Linked DNA regions of Triticum aestivum: region 2 is linked to region 1. The links are chromatin contacts, called in public Hi-C maps. All regions are on one chromosome and are shown on one strand. Each heading gives the region's core, a stretch centred on a gene start, on an enhancer-like site or on the middle of the called end of the contact. The rest is flanking DNA. Distances are from core to core; before and after follow the strand shown.

Region 1 (6,467 bases), core at 1,949-4,448:
CTACACCTCCCACGCTTGCACCCAGACACGTGGACACGTGATATTCTGATTGACCCTATGTTCATTGATGAGGAAAGATGCAAGATTATTACCATAATGCATAGCATATGGTCATCACGGAACTGCTGGACTCATGATCGCGATGGTTACGACCCTGTACAAGCACTGAAATGGGTACACGAGACGTTGGCGATCTTGGAATTTCCCTCCTCGCGAAGGAGATTGAGGGCTGGACAGTGCTGGAGGCCACCCGAGGCCGGGTGGGTCACTATAAACACTGACGGCGCGCTCAATGCTGAGGATATGAAGGGGGGAGCGGGAGGTGTGGCTAGATCGCACTTTGCGTTCCTTGGTGCCTGGTGCAAGCCAGTGATTGGCATAACGGACCCCTTCATCGCAGAGTTGCTTGCTTTTCGAGACGGGATGATCTTTGCGCAACTTCGCGGTTTCTCACATGTGATCATGGAGATTGACTGATTGGAGCTAGTTGATCTATGGAATTCGCGCAACAACACTCGTTCAGTTGCAGCGCCTATCTTGACCGAATTAGAGGACATCGGTGCTTCCTTTGCTTCACTTTCTGTTACTCATGTCAGCAGGGAAAGTAATATTCCGGCGCATCAATGTGCTCGTCTAGCTAGCACACTTGATGGCACCGAGAGTTGGCTTGATGCAAGCCCTGAGTTTCTGGTTTCTAGCCTGCGGGCAGTAACACTATGATTTTACGTTGATAAAGTCCTGAATTCGACGCAAAAAAAAAAGAAAAAAAAAAGGATAACGCCACGTACAGGAAGATGGTGCCTGGGTTTTGGACATCGACTGTCTGCCTGTGTCATGCATGCTTGACGTGGACTTGTGCGGCCGTGCACGGCGCACGGCGGTGTATATATGTAGTTGAACGGTGGCATCTCGACGGGGACCTAAATCGCTTGACCAGAGAAAGCGATGGTCCTGCACGCAGACCATACGTCGGGGACTGCACAAACTTGCTTGGGTGCGTACTGCACGTAGCATTCGGGCCTGTCCATCAACGACTAATTCTACCATCTTGTACTCCCTCCGTTTCACAATGTAAGATGTTTTTTAACCTAAATTTGCTTGTAAAAATGTTTTATATTATGGGATGAAAGGAGTACATGATATTATGTGACTGAGGAAGTACATGATTAGAGCTATGACATACTAAAATTACGAAAGGAGGTCCAGAGCACGTAATCGCATGATGTACGTGTTAACTCGATCTGTTAGTGTACTGACCTAGTATGTCGGCGGCCATGTCCCTGAAGCGGAGCTGGCGGCGGCCCTGCTGCGCGTGGTGCTCGAGCACGCGGGAGAGGAGGTTGTAGGAGTAGAAGGTGACGGCGGCGCCGACGACGAGGCACACCATCCCCGCCGACCACCCCAGCGCCGCGAACGCGAACGGCAGGCTCAGCAGCGGCGGCGCCACGATCGACGTCGTCAGGTGGTACCCGCAGTGCAGCCATGACCCTGCAGTATATTTGCACACATCGACATGTCAGTTATTACCGCTCCACGAAACACTGTCTGTTCATTGTCGACAAGCGAGGATACTTTTGTTAACATAATGGCCTAATGTCACGTGCGTGCTATCAGAAAATGGGGTCGCCGTGCCCACCCCAAGACGTGGCTGCTCGGTCAAAAGTTGGCGGATATCATAAGCCCCACGAATCCACCGTGCACCACATCGAAGAAATCATGTGCCGATGATAAAACTTGTTTATCTTCCTTGGGTGCACGTCAGCGCACTCAACGCTTCTCCTCAGAATCGGAACTCGTCAGAATCGGAACGCCGAGCGTGTGGTTCAGGGGTCAACAGCTCAACATACAAGACGTGCTGGGAGACTTGGCATTGATACTGACATAAACCTACAGCCGCACTTGTTACTATTCGTCTTCTCTAGCTAGAGTGGATAATCATGTATAGTATGATTATCAGCGTGGAATTTCAAGCCGTAGCGGCCGACCTTTCAGTGGTCTATTTTCTGCAAGACAATGCTAGTTAATGTTGTCCAGCGTGTGCAATATGGATGCGTGATGAATGTATTGTATCCGCGAGATGGTGATTGTGTACCAGTCCGATCCGGCCACGGTGCACACACCACTACTAACACCTCGTTTAGCACAAGCAAATGCTTAATGGAAGTTGGTCTAACTAATAATTACTTAATGGAAGTTGAAAAAACATTACTTGCTGGAGCGTCATAGACGTTAGACCAGTTGACTGGCTGCTAAGCAGACTAATACTAGTATTATGTTGGGGTGATCTGGCTGCACATGTTTACAGACACTAGATAGTAGTAATATTTAGTGCACATGTTTTCTAGTCTAGGAATAAGATGCAGTGCACATTTTGCGGGAATGCACATGGAGGAGTATGGCCATCTATGGATGGCCAGGAATCCCTGCGTGCCGCGAGTACTATTGTGTTTTGTCTCTTCTTTCTTTGCTGCTAAAGAACGTTTGGGCACGCAGAGTGGAGAGGGGAGAGAAAGTAAAAAAGGTGACATTTGCAGGGGGAAAAGGCAGGCATGTTGAAAGCACAACTCCCATAAAAGTAGACAGTGAAAAAAGGATGAAAGAAGAAGAGACTCTCTTGAAAGGATAGATATGGGCAAGGGGCCAATTCAACACATGCATCCACTAGCTAGCAAGAACTTTTGATCAGGACATCACCACAGATGGAGCTTCAATGGCATGGCCAAAGCCACCTTGGTGCTATGTACAGTTAGTAATCAGGGCTACTGTTTTAGCTGGGACAGCCAATCAACAGTTTCATGCAACATGATCCTGAATTCCTGACGCTCCCTCCACGAACACATGCAGGTCATGTGCTCCCCTGACGTGCCACAGAAGAGAAAGTGATTGCAGATGAAAGAGGCACCTTTGGACTGGAGGACGAAGAGCGCGCCGGCGTCGAGCTTCTGGCCGACGGTGTCGCCGCCGGCCTCCATCTTCTTCGCCTCCTCCTCCTCCCTGCTCGGAGCCCCCATGCCGTCTAGCTAGCTCGCTAGCTCCTGACAGGCGGGGAGAAGACTGGCCCGGAAAGAGAGGTGGCTGGCCAAGCTACCAGTGCCAGGCTCACACGTCGTGAAAATAATCTCTCACCGGTCGAGAAGGTTCTCTCTTCTCTCCCCCTCTCTTCCCTTTGCTCGATCGATATGTGCACGCAGCGGAGAGCTGAGCTACTTCCCTATATAGGCGCCGCGGTGCCGTGCCGAAAAGCCGACTAATGTGAGCGCACGCCAAGAGCGCGCGCGCGTATCACTCCTGAATCCTGATTCTCTTTTGGCCGCTCCACCGGCAAATTAACTGAACCTACAGCGAAATACTCCCTCCCGTCTCATAATCTAAGAACGTTTTAAATTAAGAGAGTAATTAACACGTTGAGGCATGTGATTTTTTTTCTTGAAAAAAAACAAAGGCATGTGATTATACTGAACTAGTAAATATGCACGTGCAACGCACGTCTATTTGGACTAATAAGTGTGCACGTGCAACACGCGTCTATTTAGATTAACACATTATACTATACTTAATACAAGACAATTTATTCATAAATTTGAAATTTCCCTATAAAGTACACAATCTCTTATTCCCAACTCATACAAATAATTTGAAATTTCGTTTCTCCTTAATCAACATGTCTCCTGTATTAAAAGACCACCCATTTTTCCCAATGTCTAAAACTCAAAATTATTTAGAAGATTCATCATGATTCTCCATATGCACACATTTATGCAAGTATAATCACACATGAAAAAGTCACTTAGGACAAGCTAAGGAACCGTTTCAGTGCTAACAAACTCCAGTTAAGAATTATTATTACAATTGAGTGTCAACCACACAATAGCGGGAAGAGACCTTTATGATTTGTTGAAAAGAGGAAGCCATTGTCACATAGAGAAGTGTAGAGATGTCTTGACTGCATAGAATCAACTGTGAAACAAGACAAAAAAAATGCTAGTTGGACCATCCGATTCTACTATTACACCACAAGTGTTGTAATGTCTGGAAGCAAGAAAAGTGGCTTACTTTATTATGAAAATAGAACATGTAAACCAAATAAAAATTACATTGATAAATTGCGTAATTATACTTGTTAATCACGGGACAAAAGCATTAATATGACAACTTGGAACAGTTACTTGAGTACTACACATTTCTTTAAGGGCTCAACATTCTAAAATTTTGACAATATAACAACTATCCTCTCAGTTTGTAGTAATAATGATACGTAGGCTACCACTTGTAAGAATAACAGTGGCAAAAAAGGGCCAACAAATGCCGGTTTAGAAAGAAAAAACTGCAGATATGCTTCCAATTTTAGCAACTCTAGTGGATAAAACATACCTTACCTCCCAAGTCGGGAAAACAGTCAAATGAAAAAAATGTACTTCTTATAAGTAGTAGAGATGAAGTCATAAGGATCATGGTTCAAGATATTCGGAGAAACATGGTTGGTCTCTCTGTATGATGCGAAGTCGTTGCAGTCAGTAGAAGAGTGACCTGCCCTCCAGGCAGAAGACGAAGGCGGCGACGGCATGTGTGCGTGTTCGGAGGAAGTCGCAGCTCCTCTTCGCATGTCTCCCATTGTGGCTCGCGTGGGTGGTCGGCTGGTGACAACAGGCGACTCGCGATCGCGATTCCCTCATAGGAGACGATAGGATGCACTCGCGATTAGTTTCCTAATAATTAGATGCGTTCGTGATTAGTTATGTAATAGGATGCGTCCGTGATTAGTTTCCTAATAATTAGATGTGTTCATGATTAACTTCCTAATAGGATGCGCTCGTGATTATTTTCCTAATAATAGAATGCACCCGTGATTAGTTTCCTAATAATAGGATGCGTTTGTGATTAGTTTCCTAATAATTAGATGCGTCCGTGATTAGTTTCTTAATAGGATGTGTCCGTGATTATAGTTTCCTAATTGACCAGGCGTGGACTTCATATTTTCCTTCACGGTGGAGTACGGTCAGTCCATGTAAATTGCTAAGTGCACACAGAGAACAGATTAGGTTAAGGCTAGCCGTTAGATTGAGTTTAGTGGGATAATCATGCGGTGGTAATGTATCCGTGTACGTTTTGTGGGGTGCACTTAAAGAAAATTATGTTTGCTCTTTTATAAGTAATATAGATATAGATATTACACCCAGGTTTCGTTGTCTCGACGGATGGAACGACCGGGGCGTACCGATGGAGCGCATCTAGCTGATGGGACAGTGGAGGGGCGTTCATGGTTAAGTCCGTTGCTGCGTAGATGCGTGTGGCAACTTGGCCACCGATTGATGAACAGAACGGAGGTGTAGGTGTAGGGGTGGGAGTTTTCGTTGCCGGCCACGGCGCACGGCTTGGCCGCTAGCTGGGTTTGTTGGCAGTGCGTATCAACGTGATGTTGGGGGCACGACGGTGACGTGCCGGAGGAGGAGGAGGATCTCGATATGCTCCAGTGGGTAAGTACGCTGTCATGGCAACTGCAACAGTCCGATCCACAGCCACAGGTGGCGCCTTCTGACATAAATAAACCGGTGGTCTTCGAATCTTTGGGTCGATGCAATCAGTTAAATTGCCAGGTTATCAGCCTCCTCTGGCCTATCAACTTGATTGTTCTTTAGGCCGGGGTTATCGATCAACTTCAGAGCTAATGTTTTTTTTTTTAAAAACTCCAGAGCTAATAATTTTCTTTTTGAAGCAAGCACGCATGCAGTCGCAGCTGAGATACTCCTACTGACAAGCTCTCTCGGTCTCAGGCTCGCTCAACGACTCAATAACTCATGGACTGAAATCCATAAGATTCACAAAATCACAACCACTTGCTGTTTTTCTGCGGAAGAGAATATTTATAATCAAAAAAATCTCGTGGGAGACCTTGTGTGGTGGCATGATGAACTTCAACGCGATTACGTTGCAGGTGTTGACTTCACAAGCTCGAATGCGCTCGCTCATCTTCAACGGTTGGTTAACTGATGTGATGTTCTTTGACTGCTTCGCACAACTAGCCAGGTGCACGTGCTGCGTATAATACTCCCTCCCTCCCAAAATAAGTGTTTTGAGCTTAGTACAAATTTATATTAGAGGTTGTACAAAGTTGAGACATTTATTTTGAAACGGAGGGAATAATAAGCAAACACTTCGCATACACCGGAGGAGTAAAACTTTTCCCTCCATTGAAGACTTGCAGCCTGAATTTTTCTTCTTTGACAATGTACTGGATTCTTGGTGCCTGCGGGTGCACGCCGCTCTCCTCTCCGTTATAACTAAGCATTCTGTCATCCCCGTCTGAATAAAATAAAATAAAGTGTCCTGTCAGTGTGTATTTATCGATCAGTTGATGCGACGCCGCAACAGAAAATGACAAGAATATTAGACATTACAAGCATTTACTAGTAACAACATTTCAGCTAACCAGGGTTCAAACCTCAAAGTGATATTGAAACCTCCACGTT
Region 2 (6,467 bases), core at 1,560-4,059, 280 kb after region 1:
GGGAGGGAGGGACTGCTAGTGTCCCCGACAGGCGGGCCACGGGAGGACAAGGGCGTGCGTCGCGGCCGTCCGCGCGCGTCCGTTTCACCCCAAACCGAGTGCAACTTTGGACCGGGGACGAGTCAAAAATGGACGGATTCCGGACATTTGTCCGTTTGAGGCCGCGCTATTCGTCCGTTTTATCCCAAACGGACGCATCCGGACAAGATGGGGTCGCGCGGTGGAGGCCAACTCCACCGCGCGACCCCAAATGGACGTCCGTTTTGTCCGGATTCTGTCCGTTTGGGTAGCGATTTGGGGTCGTGTCCGGACCTGTCCAGGGATGCGGTGGACGTGCGCCCAGCGCGCGGCCGCATCCATTTGCCCCATCCTGTCTGTCAGGGCCAAAAATGCCCAAATTGCATCAAAACTAGTTTCCAACCCAAATATTTGTGTGAAAATTAAAATAGTTTTGCAACTCAACTGAAATTGTCTTTGATAAAATAGTTTTACAACCAAATCGAAATTGTCCCGACTGAACCTAAATTGGACCAATACATCTATTGGTTGCCAATGTGATCCCAGACGTGCTCAACCAAGTCATTTTGAAGATTCAAATGAATGTGCCAATCACGCATCTCACGGTGGAATTGGACAAACTATTCAAATGAGGCCGGGTCTTGGTGCAGGGGCTCAATATTTTCACCTTGATAATCAAATCCTTGGTCGAAGATATTCTCATCACGCTCGTCCTCGACGATCATGTTGTGCATAATCACACAAGCAGTCATCACCTCCCAAAGCTTCCTTTCATCCCATGACAATGCAGGGTTTCGAACGATACCCCACCGGGATTGAAGCACACCAAAAGCACGTTCCACATCCTTTCTAACACTCTCTTGCATTTGGGCAAATCTCTTTCTCTTCTCACCTTGGGGTTTCGAGATTGACTTCATAAAAGTTGACCATTGAGGATATATACCATTTGCTAGATAGTATCCCTTGTTGTACTGGTGGCCGTTGATCTCAAAGTTGACAGGTGGGGAGTGGCCTTCTGCAAGCCTTGCGAAGACTGGAGAGCGTTGCAGCACGTTGATATCATTGTGAGAACCTGCCATGCCGAAAAAAGAATGCCATATCCAAAGATCTTGCGATGCCACCACTTCTAATATGACAGTGCACCCGTTAACATGCCCCTTGTACTGGCCCTGCCAAGCAAATGGACAGTTCTTTCACTCCCAATGCATACAATCTATGCTGCCAAGCATGCCTGGAAAGCCTCTAGCTGCGTTGATCGCCAACAATCTCTCTGTATCAGCGGCAGTTGGCTGTCTCAAGTACTCTGGGCCAAACACCTCGATCACGGCCTGACAAAACTTGTACATTGACATCAGACATGTTGTCTCACTCATACGCACATACTCGTCCACCAGATCGCCTGGAATACCATATGCAAGCATGCAGATGGCCGCGGTGCATTTCTGATAAGAGGAGAACCCAAGCTTGCCAAGGGCATCCGTCTTGCACTCGAAGTATGGGTCATGAGCAACCACTCCCTCTCGGATACGATTGAACACATGCCTTGCCATACGAAAACGGCGACGAAATTTATCCTGCTTGAAGAGCGGGGTGTTGGCAAAGTAATCGGCATAAAGCAGGGCGTGGCCTCTCTCCCTGTTGCGGTTCAGGTTGGGAGCACGGCCAGGGAGTGAGCCCCTGTACCGAGGAAGCAGTCGTTGAATATGGTCGTGAACGACCAGTGCAGCCACCACAAGATCTTCATCATCCGACGATGAATCGTCCGACGAACAAAGGAAGTGATGAAAGAAAAACTTGTCTCCACTGTCCATACCTTTGATGGCAAAAAGTCGAACACCTTCCGGTCGTGGTGGTGAAGAGGCCGCGATGATCACTCGACGCAGCAGGGATGGTTGTCGGCCGGCTACTGGCCGCTCTGGAGATCTCGTCGGAATCCGCCTTGAAGAGCGGTCGCCGGCGGTCGTGTCCCCTCCGCCACCGGCAAGGACGGCGACGGCCAAACCTCCCCCGATAGACGACCAAAACTACGGCGAAAGCGCGGGCGTGGTGGCGGCCATGTCGAGACGTAGTTTGGTATGGACGGCGCGGGGCTGCACGGTGAGGAGGCGGCCGGAGAATAGAGGCGGCGCCGGCGGCGGGCGGGGCGGGGAGAGAGGGTGAAGCGTTGGGAGCGGACGGACTGCTAGTGTCCCCCGACAGGCGGGCCACGGGGGGACAAGGGCGTGCGTCGCGGCCGTCCGCGCGCGTCCGTTTCACCCCAAACCGAGCGCAAGTTTGGGCCGGGGATGGGTCGAAAACGGACGGAATCCGGACATTTGTCCGTTTGAGACCGCGCACTGGGCCGCCTCTTTTGTCCTTTTTACCCCAAACGGACGGTCCGGACAGGATAGGGTCGCGCGGTGGAGTTGGCCTTAGTAATTCCGTAGCGGACGCACGAGAACCCTGCTTATCCCGTACCACGGTAATAACTTCCACGGCCTCACGTAAGGTGCACCGCCGCTAGTGACAAAAGGAACAAACAACGTCCGAGTACGATCACTCGATCACACACACAGTCACGGTCACAGTCACCGTCACGCGACGCGCCGCTCGACCAGGACCGGGACCAAACCGGGCGGGCGGGCTGACCGAAACCCTCGCCGTCACGCCGCGTCCCCCGAAATTTCAAACGCGGGCCAGCCACGCGGCCCCCGCGACGCCATAACGTGCACTGACGCCGCGGGCCCCGCGGCCAGTCAGTCACCCCATCGCAAAATCTCCGCCACCGTCCGTCCCCGCACCGCCCGCACGCACGGGCCAGTACGCGTCTCCAGCTCACTGCCTCCGCCACCCGCACCACCCCTCGCCTAAAACCCTCGCCCCTCCCCTCCCCCCAGCGCCGCCGCTCGCCGGCGGTGAGGCCCGGGCCCCCGCCATGGCCTCCTCGTCCGGCGCGCTGCCGCCGCCCCGCCGCTCGCGCCCCGGCCCCTGGCCCCCGGCGCCGCCGCCGCAGCCGCAGCCGCAGCCCCTCTCCTGGGCCAAGCGCACCGGCTTCCAGCCCCGCGTCTCCGGCGAGTCCAGCGCCACCGCCTCTGCTCCCAACTCCGGGCAGGCTCCGCTCCCCCGCCCGCCCGGCGCCCCCGCCGATCTGGAGTCCGGCCCACCGGCCCGGCCCAACCCCGCCCTGCCGCCCCCTCCCGCCGCCGCGGCGACCAATGCCAAGCAGCAGCAGCCGCAGCCGCCGCCACAGCAGCGACAGCAGCAACAACCGCCCGCAGCGCCTCCCGCGAGGACGCGCAGGAGGGATTCGGAGGGAGGAAGGCCAAATGGGCAACCGGCCGCGGCGCCGCTGCCGCAGCTGCAGGAGGAAGAGGATGTGCCGGAGCGGCCGGCGCACGTGAAGTACGAGCTCCGTGACTCTCCTGGAATATGTAAGTACCCTAAGGAGGAAAGCCGAAACACCCACAGTTCCAATGAGAGTTATAATAAGGCTTGCTAATGTGTGCATTTTTAAGCTGTGCTGCAGTTCCAGTAATGATATACGGATTCCAGCATTACATCTCCATGCTCGGGTCGATCATCCTGGTCCCGCTCGTGATGGTTCCTGCAATGGGTGGCTCGGCCGTGAGTTCATCATTGAATTTTTACCATCTCATTTTCATATAGCATGGCTGTTCAGTCGGTGTGTTGCTTAATAGGTGCTGTTTGGATGCATATCTTTTAGGATGACACGGCAGCGGTGGTGTCGACGGTGTTGCTAGTCTCAGGATTAACCACATTGTTGCACACATTGTTCGGAACGAGGCTGCCACTTGTGCAGGGGCCATCCTTTGTGTACCTTGCCCCCGCGCTTGCAATTATCAACTCCCCTGAATTCTTTGGGCTCAATGACAATGTATGCATTTTTTTTCCTGTTTGTGTTATAGTGACACAACACAGCCTCTATAACATGCTCGTGGCACATGTTGTAATGCAGGGCCTGTGAAATAAGTTATCTGAGATTAACTCAAATTATATCATTGCAGAACTTTAAACACATTATGAAGCACCTGCAGGGAGCTATCATAATAGGAGGTGTATTCCAAGTGCTGCTGGGATATACAGGCCTCATGTCACTATTTCTAAGGTTCTGTTCCCTTGCTTCTAATAAGATACATGTCATTTTCATCTTAGCTGTCTGCTGCTGCTCTGACATGTCCATATGCTAATAGGATTTTGCCATGGACCTGATTGACCTAGGCAGTGAATAAATCGAGATTTGAACGATGCATGCTCATAGGTAGCGAAATTTACTCTGGTAGTTTTGTGTTACCGCAAAGTAACTTATATTTCGAATATGAGACACAACTTTCACTTAGCTCTACTGTGTAAAGATTAATTATTAGCATTGCATGATATCAACATAAGTAAACATCTTAATGATCATTTCCCGCTTTTGAGTGCTATTGTTATGGATTTGTGTCCGTAAGTTAACTTTGTTTACAACTACTGAAGCGTGGGTATAGAATCAGCCTTTCCTTATCAACTTAGGCTTTTGGGCTAACTGGTTGGTGCCTGCAAGTATGCAACTCAATATGGTATCAGATCCAAGTTGTCATAACTTCAAGAGCTGTCTTTCAAAAATTTAAGAAAATATCTGTAACCCAATATAGTCCACGGCATAGGCCTGAGGGGGAGCCTAGATATATCCCAGTATCCTAAACATCTTTCTGTGCTGAATTCATTGGCTCGTGCAATAGATTGGCTTGGCATTGTGACCATCGACCAAGCTAAGTTTGTTCTTCTGTTCTACAATTCAATCTCTGTTTATTTCAGGTTGATAAATCCAATTGTCGTCTCACCAACGGTCGCAGCTGTTGGACTTTCGTTTTTCAGTTATGGGTTCACTAAATTAGGGTCATGTATAGAGATGGGCCTCTTGCAATTAATGATGGTCATTATCTTTGCACTAGTGAGTACACTTGAAATCTTGTTAAATGCTGTAATGTCTTCTTCACTACAAATAGTTCTATGCTGATATTTTTATATTTCCCTTGGTGCAGTACCTTCGAAAAATAAAGTTATTTGGCTACCGGGTTTTTTTAATTTATGCGGTAAGATGGGCTAAAAGTATTGACCTGTTGTCTTCATTTATGCTGCATTACGGTTACTGCGACTGCATGAGATACTAACCTTTGAACTACTGATGTGCTGCCCCTTTAGGTTCCTCTTGGTCTAGGAATCACATGGGCTGTTGCTTTCGCTCTGACAGCAAGTGGAGTTTACAGCTACAAAGGTTGCGATGCAAATATTCCTGCGTCAAACAATATATCAGCCTTTTGCCGGAAGCATGTATTGAAGATGAAATCTTGCCGTGTAGACACTTCACATGCCTTGAGAGTTTCTCCTTGGTTCAGATTTCCGTATCCGCTGCAATGGGGCACTCCAGTTTTCAATTGGAAAATGGGCCTTGTGATGTGTCTTGTATCAGTTATTGCATCAGTTGATTCTGTAAGTTGGGATTTGTTTCAAACCTTCATCATATTGGCTTTACTTTATTTTATATGTTCTTCAAATAAGCTTGCAATGTACTCCCTCTGTAAACAAATATAAGACGTTTTAGATCACTGTTTAGTGAGCTAAAACGTCTTATATTTGTCTACAGAGGGAGTATTACAATGTGTCTGTAGATATAGTTAACTTATTTGAAATTATCCGCAAAAAAAACCTTATTTGAAATTATCTACACTATAAAGAGTCTTTGTTAACCATCAACTCGAAATAAGCTTCCTTCCCAGACACATGTCTTACTATTGTTCTGATTACCTGAAATTGGATCTTTATGTAGATATAGTATACTGGTGGAACCATTGAACGCTCATCATAATAAAAAATCCTATCTTCTTACAATTCTGCTGTGTTCACTTGACTTAAGGTTGGTTCCTACCATGCGTCATCTTTGTTTGTGGCCACAAGACCACCAACAGCTGGAATTGTTAGCAGGGGTATAGGCGTTGAGGGTATCTCCACAGTCTTGGCTGGCCTGTGGGGAACAGGAGTTGGGTCAGCAACAATAACAGAAAATGTACATACGATCGCTGTGACTAAAATGGGTAGCCGCAAGGCAGTTGGATTTGGTGCTATTGTACTTATACTTCTCTCTCTTGTTGGTAAGTAACTACGCGCATTTGTCTTGAGTCTTGACGTAAAATGCTCTTACACAATATTGGAAGAGCAAACATCACTTAGTCAGGTAATAGCATGCATGGTTCTTGCTGACAACTATTTCTCTATCTCATTTGTAGGAAAAGTTGGTGCTTTCATTGCTTCCATCCCTGATGTTATGGTTGCAGCTCTCCTTTGTTTCATGTGGGCCATGCTCTGTGCTCTTGGCTTGTCCAATCTTCGTTATGGTGCCACAGGAAGCTCGAGAAACAGTATTGTAGTTGGGCTAGCATTGTTTTTATCCCTATCAGTTCCTTCATACTTCC

What was found. A called contact is a pair of places that touch in the nucleus more often than the background predicts.
Region 2: a contact with region 1 is called in a Hi-C map of leaf, with 4 times the contacts expected there. The contact joins the promoter of LOC123071476 here to the promoter of LOC123071474 in region 1. A contact is called at or near these places in 2 of 5 Hi-C or Micro-C datasets (leaf and root).

The regions. Positions count from the first base shown.
Region 1 is chr3B:651,813,792-651,820,258 of IWGSC CS RefSeq v2.1, forward strand. It overlaps LOC123071474 (GABA transporter 1), which reads right to left and starts at 3,199. Exons shown (of 4, transcript XM_044495046.1): 1 at 2,903-3,199; 2 at 1,258-1,488. The coding sequence starts at 3,011.
Region 2 is chr3B:652,098,709-652,105,175 of IWGSC CS RefSeq v2.1, forward strand. It overlaps LOC123071476 (nucleobase-ascorbate transporter 12), which reads left to right and starts at 2,810. Exons shown (of 10, transcript XM_044495049.1): 1 at 2,810-3,428; 2 at 3,524-3,621; 3 at 3,722-3,892; 4 at 4,023-4,123; 5 at 4,813-4,948; 6 at 5,040-5,090; 7 at 5,200-5,487; 8 at 5,912-6,146; 9 at 6,282-6,467. The coding sequence starts at 2,933.